Linked DNA regions of Mus musculus: region 1 is linked to region 2. A link is a contact called in public promoter capture Hi-C data. All regions are on one chromosome and are shown on one strand. Each heading gives the region's core, a stretch centred on a gene start, on an enhancer-like site or on the middle of the called end of the contact. The rest is flanking DNA. Distances are from core to core; before and after follow the strand shown.

Evidence for each region. Capture Hi-C pulls out chosen DNA fragments and counts their contacts.
Region 1: a promoter capture Hi-C map of liver shows a contact between it and region 2. The contact joins the promoter of Ssh3 here to the promoter of Ndufv1 in region 2. A contact is called at or near these places in 3 of 39 promoter capture datasets (the 3T3-L1 cell line and hippocampal neurons), 4 of 15 datasets of contacts at CTCF or cohesin (embryonic stem cells, large pre-B cells and stem cell-derived epiblast-like cells), 15 of 484 Hi-C or Micro-C datasets (the G1E-ER4 cell line, the NIH/3T3 cell line, embryonic fibroblasts and 7 more), 21 of 115 datasets of contacts at active chromatin or transcription factors (the SCID.adh cell line, bone marrow-derived dendritic cells, bone marrow-derived macrophages and 10 more) and 4 of 9 other capture datasets (adipose tissue, embryonic stem cells, liver and 1 more).

Annotation. Positions count from the first base shown.
Region 1 is chr19:4,266,752-4,271,136 of GRCm38.p6, reverse strand. It overlaps Ssh3 (slingshot protein phosphatase 3), which reads left to right and starts at 1,904. Exons shown (of 14, transcript NM_198113.3): 1 at 1,904-2,122; 2 at 2,552-2,592; 3 at 3,159-3,390. The coding sequence starts at 2,057. Ankrd13d (ankyrin repeat domain 13 family, member D) reads left to right here. Exons shown (of 15, transcript NM_026720.2): 13 at 8-171; 14 at 252-343; 15 at 588-957. The coding sequence ends at 801.
Region 2 is chr19:4,009,411-4,014,066 of GRCm38.p6, reverse strand. Ndufv1 (NADH:ubiquinone oxidoreductase core subunit V1) reads left to right here and starts at 1,312. Exons shown (of 10, transcript NM_133666.3): 1 at 1,312-1,516; 2 at 2,639-2,721; 3 at 2,795-2,965; 4 at 4,058-4,241; 5 at 4,534-4,656. The coding sequence starts at 1,445.

The sequences.
Region 1 (4,385 bases), core at 655-3,154, 260 kb before region 2:
TGCCCAGGAAGCCCTTTTCCATGTGAGGTGGACCCCACTGTATTCGAGGTGCCCGAGGGATACAGTGTGCTGGGTGCTGAGCGCAGCGAGCCCCTTCGGGATGAGGATGACGACCTGCTGCAGTTTGCCATCCAGCAGAGCCTGCTTGAGGCAGGCACAGAGGCAGAGCAGGTGGGATGCAAGTGGAAGGTGGGTCATGGCCTCTACAGCCACAGGCCCAAGGTGACAGTTCTGGGCTCTGGCTGCTGCAGGTGACGGTGTGGGAAGCCCTGACCAACACACGGCCTGGCATTCACCCTCCTCCCCGAGTCACAGTGTTTGAAGAGCAGCTTCAGTTGGAGCAGTGAGTCCCTCAGGAACTGTGTGTGGGTCCCTGGCTGCTGGTGATGGGTGGGAAGCCAGGGAGTTCTGATCCAAGGGCTCCATGCCTTCACATGGCAAAATGCTGCTTACCGTGGGGAGCATGAAGAGCCAAAAGAGGGCCTGCTTGTCTCTGTCCCTGACACCTTGTTCTCAAAATTGCATGGGCTTGGCTCCTCCCCAAGCCTTCTCACTGGTCTGCTCTCCCCTCAACCCTTACCCTGAAGGGCCCTGCAGGAAAGCCTACAGCTGTCCACAGAGTCCAGGGGTCCAGAATCTCCTCAGAAGACACCTCCATCCCCTGCACCCCCAAGCTTTGAGGAGCAGCTTCGCCTGGCCCTGGAGTTGTCTTCAAGGGAACAGGAGGAGTTGGAGCGACGGGGTCAGCAGGAAGAAGACGACTTACAGCGGATCCTGCAGCTGTCACTCACAGAGCACTGAGTTGCCTGGCCTTGGGACGGCTCCCCAGGGCCATGCCTTCTGCCTGGTTTTGTAATTTATTTATTTATAAACTGTCTGCTGCTGAGCTTGGGACCTGGGCACTGAAGATAGGCTAGCAGTGAGACTGAGGTGGAAATAAAGAGACCATCAGCAGTAGGCTTGCTGTCCTGCGTGGTCTGGAACCAAGGGGACACTGGATGGGGTTACTGATGGGTAGTCCTCGCTGGAGCTGGCACTGAGCAGCTTTGGAGCCTCCATTTCTACAGCTAGAAAATAAGACCACTTCTCACGGGGCAGGAGTTCCTGGAGATTCTGAAATTTCCCTGGATGCTACCCCAACCCCAGGTTCTGCCTGCCACCCAGCCTGATGGTCCATACTCCCGCTGGGCTGGGTCTTCCTATTCTACCTACTGGGGGAAGCTCCCACCTCATCCCCAAAACTCAGGCACAGGTTCCCCCTGTTTCAAGTATTTTCTACCAGAATGAACCTTTAAGCAAGTCACTCTCTGGGGAAGGGGCTCAGCCCTGTCCTAGTCACCCCTAGGGTGGACCTGAAATGCGTACAGGTATTGGGGACTATTGCAAAAATTCCAAAAAGGCCTTCTGTTCTCCCAGATCTTCTCAAGAGTAGAGGAATGACAGCCAAGCAGAAAAGAGAGCAAGTTTGGAATGGGGTGGTAGATTTAAGACCCATTGCCTCCCAGGTATGGTGGCGCATGCCTCTAATTCTAGTGCTTGGGAGGCAGAGGCAGGTGGATCTCTGGGTTTTAGGCGACTTGCTCTATATAATGAGTTTCAGGTCTGTCAGCTACATAGTGAGACCCTGTCTCAAAAACAAAACTGTTGCCCTTGCTCCTTCCTTTCCAAGAAACCATAGCATAAACCAAACAGTGGGGGTCCAAGTCTTACTGGGTGCAGCAAGAAGGGTTGAAAGCCTTCTGTGGGCAAAGCGACCAAAGCAGGGAAAGTGAGGTCTGGGCTCACCTGCGCCACGCCCTTGACCACGCCTCTAGCGCGGTCGGGGCGGGGCAAGCTGAACCGAGACCGCAGGGGCGGGGCCGCTGTCGCTCGGTACCAGCTCTACGCGACCAGACTGGTCATGAGTCGGGCCCTTTAAGGGCCGCTCCCGAGGAGGTGCCAGGCCCTGGTGGCTCCAATCTCTTCTTCCTGGTTGTGCGAAGGCAGGGACTGACCGTAAGGCTGAGGGAGGGGTCGTGCCGGGTGTTCGCCCAGGTGTTCCGGGCCTGCCTACCTTATGGCGCTGGTCACAGTGAGTCGCTCGCCGCCGGCAAGTGGCCACTCCACGCCTGTGGGACCCACGGTGAGTTTAGCTTGGTTTTACGCTCTTACAGTTGGCTGCCAAGGTAGGCCTTAGGGAGCAAGTCCTGCCCCTAGCAGACGGCTGGGAGTAGGCGGAGGGGGACCTTGAGTCTCACGTTTTAAGGCACTTGGGAGGCCCTGAGGCTCCCAGGAGCTCGACGTAGGTAGATGCGGAATCCTGAGAACCGCCCGGGTCTGTTGAAGCCCAGATCTGCCCAAATACCTCCCACACTCTGCAACCCCCTATCCTTGCAGCACTGCTGTACCTGGACTTAGGCCGGGTTTCTCTGGGGCCTGTTGGAGGGGAGCGGCTTCAGAGGAAAGAGATTTCTTTTCCACCTAGCGCTCCCTTGTAGGAAGAGGAGAGGCTTTTGGGTGCTTCCTGTCCTGGAAGCTGCTCTCTTACTCTATTCCCGGGCTGCTTTCTCAGCAGGACCGAGTGGTAAGACGCAGAGGCCGGCTCCAGCGCAGGTGAGTTCTGTCTGACAAATGCTTCCTTATAGCCTGTGGCCTAGCTGCTGCCATTGTGGACTCCTGATGTCTTGCTTGGACCAAGGACTCACTTAAGTATTGTCAGATAAACTCATGCTTAGGTGGGAGGCAGATGCTGTGGGTGGAGCTGGCAAACATCACATCTCTGGCTTGTGGAAGAACCAGCATGGTTAACTTAGCCCTGGCCAGTAGATGCTTTCACACATTACCTGGACCTTGGCTCGCCCAGTAATCCCAGGACCAAGGGCAGGATGGGACCTGAAGGAGTATAAGTGCTTAAACAAGTTTATAGCATCTGAGTCCACCCCGAAAAGGAACACATTCCAAAGGTGCAAAACAAGGTGAGGAGGAGCCTGAGAGCCCAAGGCTGGCTCTAGGTGCCTACCGCTATCAGGGTCCTGGTTACAAAAGTGCAAACTGTGCCTCACTCCGGCCCATCTGACTCTGGAGAGCGGGCCAGCAGCCCACTTCCGCCAGCCAGGGGACTCAGCCTCCCTAAAGTTTGAAAACCTATGACCTGAACCATGTCCCCATCGCTCTGCCAGGCAGAGTTTTGCGGTGCTCCGAGGGGCTGTCCTGGGACTTCAGGATGGAGGGGACAGTAATGTTGCATCTGAGGCTGACTCTGAGCCAATGGAGGAACCCTCAGGTGAGGAACAGCCCACCGAGGACCAGACTGACAAAGGGCAAGGACTCCAGAGTCCCTGGAAACAAGTGCAAAAGCGGCACCTGCACCTCATGGTGGAGCTGCTGAGGCCGCAGGATGATATCCGCCTGGTAAGGAACCACCCGGAGCTCATGTCTATCTAAGATCAGTGCTATGAGATCTGGGGCCACAACAACTCTGCCACTTCATCTAGAGACAGCAAGGCAAGGGCATATCTGTCTCTGGAGGGCTGGGAATGGACAAGGGAGGTTTGTCCCCTGTGAGCCAAGAGCTGGGGTTATATGAGGGAGGTCTCTGTTAATCCACAGGAGGCCTCTGTTGATACTAGTGAGTTGCCCAGAGATGGACTCATACTCCCAGGGTTGTGTAGTACGCCTTGGCAGCTAAGTGCCAGTCAGGCGACCAGAGCACCCAAGAAGTCTGGGATCCCCTGGAACCTAAGGGCCAGCTCCAGAAAGTGTGTGGAGGCAGACACTTCTTGTTGGCAGCAAAGAATGAAGAAGATTCGAGCTTTGGAAAAGCTGTTTAGAACAGAAGCCCTAGGGTTTTGTTGTTTGTCTTTTTTCTTACATGTTTTGGTGTTTTGCATGCATGTATGTCTGTGTGAAGGTATCAGAAGCTTTGGAACTGGAATTACAGACTGGTGTGAGCTGTCATGTGGGTGCTGGGAACTGAGTCTGGGTCCTCTGGAAGATTAGCCAATGCTTTTAACCATTGAGTCATCTTTCCAGCCCCAGGAATGTTGTTCTAAGCCATTATAAGATGAAATCTTTCTAGCATGTGTGAGGCCCTACATCTAATTCCTAGCACCACAAAAACAAAGATTAATATCTGTGGTAGGAGGCATTTCTCAAATAAAATATTTGCTAGTAGCAGGGCTAGAGAGGTGGCTCAGGGGTTAAGAGTTCTGACCGTTCTTCCAGAAGACCCTTAGTTCAGTTGTCTCTTGAAGGCCGCAAGAAGGATGGCCGCCTTCTCACTCAGATACTCTCTTGCGGAAACTGCCAGAAGTAGCACAGTTTTGGGGGTCAGACTTCAAAAGACAGTTTGTTGAGTCACAAACTGCAAAAAAGGAGTACCACTATATTCTCCAGTAGCCACTGAT
Region 2 (4,656 bases), core at 63-2,562:
GCTGACTATGATTTGCCTTGTGTTCTAGCAAGGACATGATTTTTCCAGCTGTAGATAGTTTCTGTGATGATGTGACATTTGGAATTCTGTGGAGTTTTTAGAGGGTATATAAATGCTAGGACACCAAGAGGTTATTAAGTAGTTGTGCACAAAGAAGAAACAAGAAGAAGAAGAGGAGAAGAAAGAAGAAAAGGAAATAATTAGATATCCTGACAGTAAAGATCAGGCTTGCCCCAAGGAACTGACGCCCATAATAAGCATGAAGTAGTCTAATGATGCTGCTGCCCTCCTTCTGACCCCTGATACCCTGGACTCAAATACTATGTAAACACAAAGAATGCTTTATTCTGCAGAAGTCCAGCATGCTGAGGTCTCCCATTACCAAGATAGACATCCAAGTGAGCTTGTAGGCTCAATTTAAAGCATATTAGGGGAATAGTAAGACTCTGTCTGACAAAGCAGAAGGAAGGAAGGAAAGAAAGAAGGAAGGAAGGAAGGAAGGAAGGAAGGAAGGAAGGAAGGAAGGAAGAAAACTCTTAAACTCTTATATCTGGGGCTGGTTTTTGAATCTAGCATTAGGAAGTCAAAGGCTCACAGCAAGTTGAAAGCCAGCCTACGCCATATAGTGATTTCCAGGCCTGCCAGAGCTAAATGAAACTTATCTTAAAAGAAAAACAAGCAAAACGTTTTTGTTCTAGAGCTGGGTTCTGAAGACAGGAGTCCGGCTGCAGTGTGTAACTAGAGCCCCAAGGGGTCCCTGATAAGGGGAGGGAGTAGCCTTTTAGCATCGGCGGGAGCCTGTGACACTCACTGACCATCCCTGGTCTCTGCATTGCTCTAAAAGGTTTACAGACACACAGCCCTGAGAAGTCCTATGCAAAGGTTCTGGGGCAGCTTTGTGGGAGGTGAGGGACCTCACCGGTTCTTTTGTTAATGAGTACTTCTCCAAGGCACACGGATGCTCAGGGGGAGCGCTTAGTTCAGCAGGGCTCGGCTAGTTCAGCGTAATTACACCAGATCAGGACGATTCCGCTGTAGTCCAACTAATTTTCTCACCAGCTTCCATTCGTGCATATATAGCTGGTGTCAACTAGACGCAAAGTCTGTAGGAAGTGGAATACTTGGGATCCAGCAGAGGGCGACACGTGAGCCTGGTTTACTAGGAAAAGGAAGAGTCTCCGAGAAAGGAGAGTCTGGGCAAGCTGGACTACATCTCCCAGAAGGCCTAGCACGAGAGTAAATTTCCGGTCTCTGTGCCCGCGCACCTTTAGTGGGCGAGGCCGAGGACAGAGCTCAAAGGAACGGAGGTCCCTGGACACGCCACTGGCTGCGGATGTGTGACGCACTTCCTGTGCGCTCCCCACCCCGTGTGTTTCTGTCGCGCCGGTCCCGCGGTTCGGAGTTGTGAAGGTGACAGCCGGAGGTGACCCGTCTGGCTCCCGCGATGCTAGCGGCACGGCATTTTCTCGGCGGGTTGGTTCCCGTGCGGGTATCTGTGCGTTTCAGCAGCGGCACGGTGAGCCCGCCCTGATTCAGGCCCACGCCTATGGCGGAGGAGTGGCGAGCGGCGAGCGGGATTGTGGTCCCCTCTGCAGAGTCCTCTCCTCTCCGAGCTACCACCCGGTCTGGATAAAAACTAACGGTCCCAACTCCAGGCTGACGATGTCCAGTCCAGCTACTCTTGTTTTAACAACCCCGTCTTGGGGTGAGGGTTTGCAGGTGTTGAGGCGTCTTAGATAATCTGTTATTTCTTCCTCGCAGCCCTACCGGGTATCAGGGTCTTCGCCCCATTTCAAAGTTCAGAAAACAGTTTTGAAAAAGATGTGTATCTCCTCAACCCCCCGACAGTATTTTGCTTCCAGTAGTGACCGGAAAACGCTTTTGTGAATTTTTTTTTTTTTATGAGATAGGGGCTCATTATATAGTTCTAGGCTGTATTCAAATTAGTGTTGGTCCTCTTGTCTCAGCCTCTCTGGGTGCTCCTGAGACCACAGGCATCCACCACTACACCTGAGGAGAAGTACTTTTAAGGAGGTAGGAGTGGATGTCAGGTCACTTTCTACCAAGTCGTGAACCATTCCAGTCCACACCTCTCCTTTATCTCAGACCCCAAATCCATTTTGTTCCCCAGCCCCAATGAGGCACTTCTCTTCCATCAGTGACCACGTACTACCTCTTCAGCAGAGTTAGGGAGATCAAGCCCCTCCTAGCCAGGTTTTGCTCTAGTGGAAGAGTCAGACAAATCTATGCTGGTCTTGGGGAAGCAATGCTGGTGCTGTCGCTGAAGTGTGACATGGCTCCGTGGGGACCATCTGCTTTTAGCTTTGTGGCCTTCCCTAAGTTCCTTTTGTTTAGAGCCCCCCCCCCCTCCTTTGGAAAATGGAGGAAATATCCTATCCCAGGAATGTTACAAGGATGAATTGGGATGAAACGTTGAGAGTGTTTAGCTCTGTAACTTCTAAACAGGAAGGACTGATATAAATGGTGGTCGGGAGCTACAATGTTTCAAAGACTTTGAAGCCTCTACCCCTGCTGTGGCCCAGCTCCTCATATGTAGGAAGGCCCAAGAAGCTGAAAATTCTGCCCCAATCCCTCATGGTCCCTGAGCTCTGGACCTCCTGACCTTCTATCTCCCCAGACAGCACCCAAGAAAACCTCATTTGGCTCACTGAAGGATGAAGACCGGATCTTTACCAACCTGTATGGGCGCCATGACTGGAGGTGAGACAGTGCCCATGGCCTGCTGGGTCCCAGAGCAGGACTTCTCCTTCACATCATTTCCTACTCTGTCCAGGCTGAAAGGTGCCCTGAGACGGGGTGACTGGTACAAGACAAAGGAGATCCTGCTGAAGGGGCCTGACTGGATCTTGGGTGAGATGAAGACATCAGGTTTACGGGGCCGTGGTGGTGCTGGCTTCCCCACTGGCCTCAAGTGGAGCTTCATGAATAAGCCCTCAGATGGCAGGTTTGTTGGGGAAATATCCTAAGCTCTGGTTGCAGGATACAGGAGGGGCTGCTGGATCACTGGGTTTTGGGGCTGATGCTGGGAAACTTAGCAGGCTGTAAGAGAGGATATATCTATCCTTAACTTAAGAGCTATCTCTTTCCTCAGCAGAGACTTAAGATGTTACAATCCATACAAGATTTTCATTTAGGCAGACCTTATTATTCAAATTCCACCTTTGCCTTTTAATACTTAGCAAGCTTTGGAGAATCTGGTCCTTTTGAATTCCTCTTTTTTTCTTCTTCTTCTTTTTCTTTTTTCTTTTGTATGTGTATGGGTGTGTGTCTGAGTATGATATGCAGAAGTTAAAAAGATAATGTTGGTTCAGTTTTTGACCTGCAACTTCAGTAGACACCTAGACACCTAGAATGCAAATTATAAAGTTAACCACTCGGTTGGCATAATGGCTCAGCAGGTAAGGGAGCCTGGCTTCAAGCCTGGTGACCAGAGGTCACTTCTAGAACCCACATGAAAGAGAGAGAGAGAGAGCTGACTCCCACAAGTTGATCCCTGAACTTCACATGTGTTATGGCACATGCTGCCACCACCAGTAAATAAATGTAATAAACAGAAATATTGTTTTCAAGATAGGACTTCTCTGTGTAGCTCTGGCTGTCCTGGAACTCACTCTGTAGACCAGGATGGCCTTGAACTCAGAGATCCACCCATCTCTGCCTCCTGGGTGCTGGGGTGAAAGGTGTGTACCACCACTACCTGCTCATTTTTTAAAAAGTCAACCACTCTACCTCCTGTTAGCCTCAAGGCTGTGGTAGAGGTTGCAGACCTCTTACGACCAAGAACTGAATTGACTCTCAAGGGAAGCCCAGGGAGAGATGTTGGATTTGTTCTCTCAGGAGAACATGGCTTATCTTGTGGACATACGTGGTCACGGATGAAATAGGCAGAGTCCTGTCATCGGTGTGACACAAAGAGAGCCTTGGGTAGGGCACAGAAGATCAACTGCCTTGAGGCTTCTCTGAGTGTAGACGGAATGAAGTTTGAGAACTGGGTCCTGGTGGGTCTGTAGCCTGACTGATGTGCAGGACCCCACAGGCCCAAGTATCTGGTGGTGAATGCTGACGAGGGAGAGCCAGGCACCTGTAAGGACCGAGAGATCATGCGTCATGACCCTCACAAGCTGGTGGAAGGCTGCCTTGTGGGAGGCCGGGCCATGGGAGCCCGGGCCGCCTATATCTACATCCGAGGGGAATTCTACAACGAGGCCTCCAATTTGCAGGTGAGAACATGAGCGCTGGCTGATGGTGCAGGCACACCTCACCTCACATGCTGTCGTCTTTCCTGGCACAACCATTCTTAGATGGTAGTACCAGTTTGGGGCCAGCAATTGGGTTGGTGGGAGGTGGGGGTGGCATTCCTGCATCCATCAACAACATGACCTGGGCCCAGAGTTCTTCCTTTTTGTGCTCCAAAGTTCAACTTAGGAAGTCTTCAAGGGTTCCATGGGCCCTGGATTGGAGGCTGACTCTTGGGGTACAGTAGGGCTGGGGAACTTAGACCTTGTCCCACAGGTAGCTATCCGAGAGGCCTATGAAGCAGGTCTGATTGGCAAGAATGCTTGTGGCTCCGACTATGATTTTGATGTGTTTGTGGTGCGTGGGGCTGGGGCCTACATCTGTGGAGAAGAGACGGCA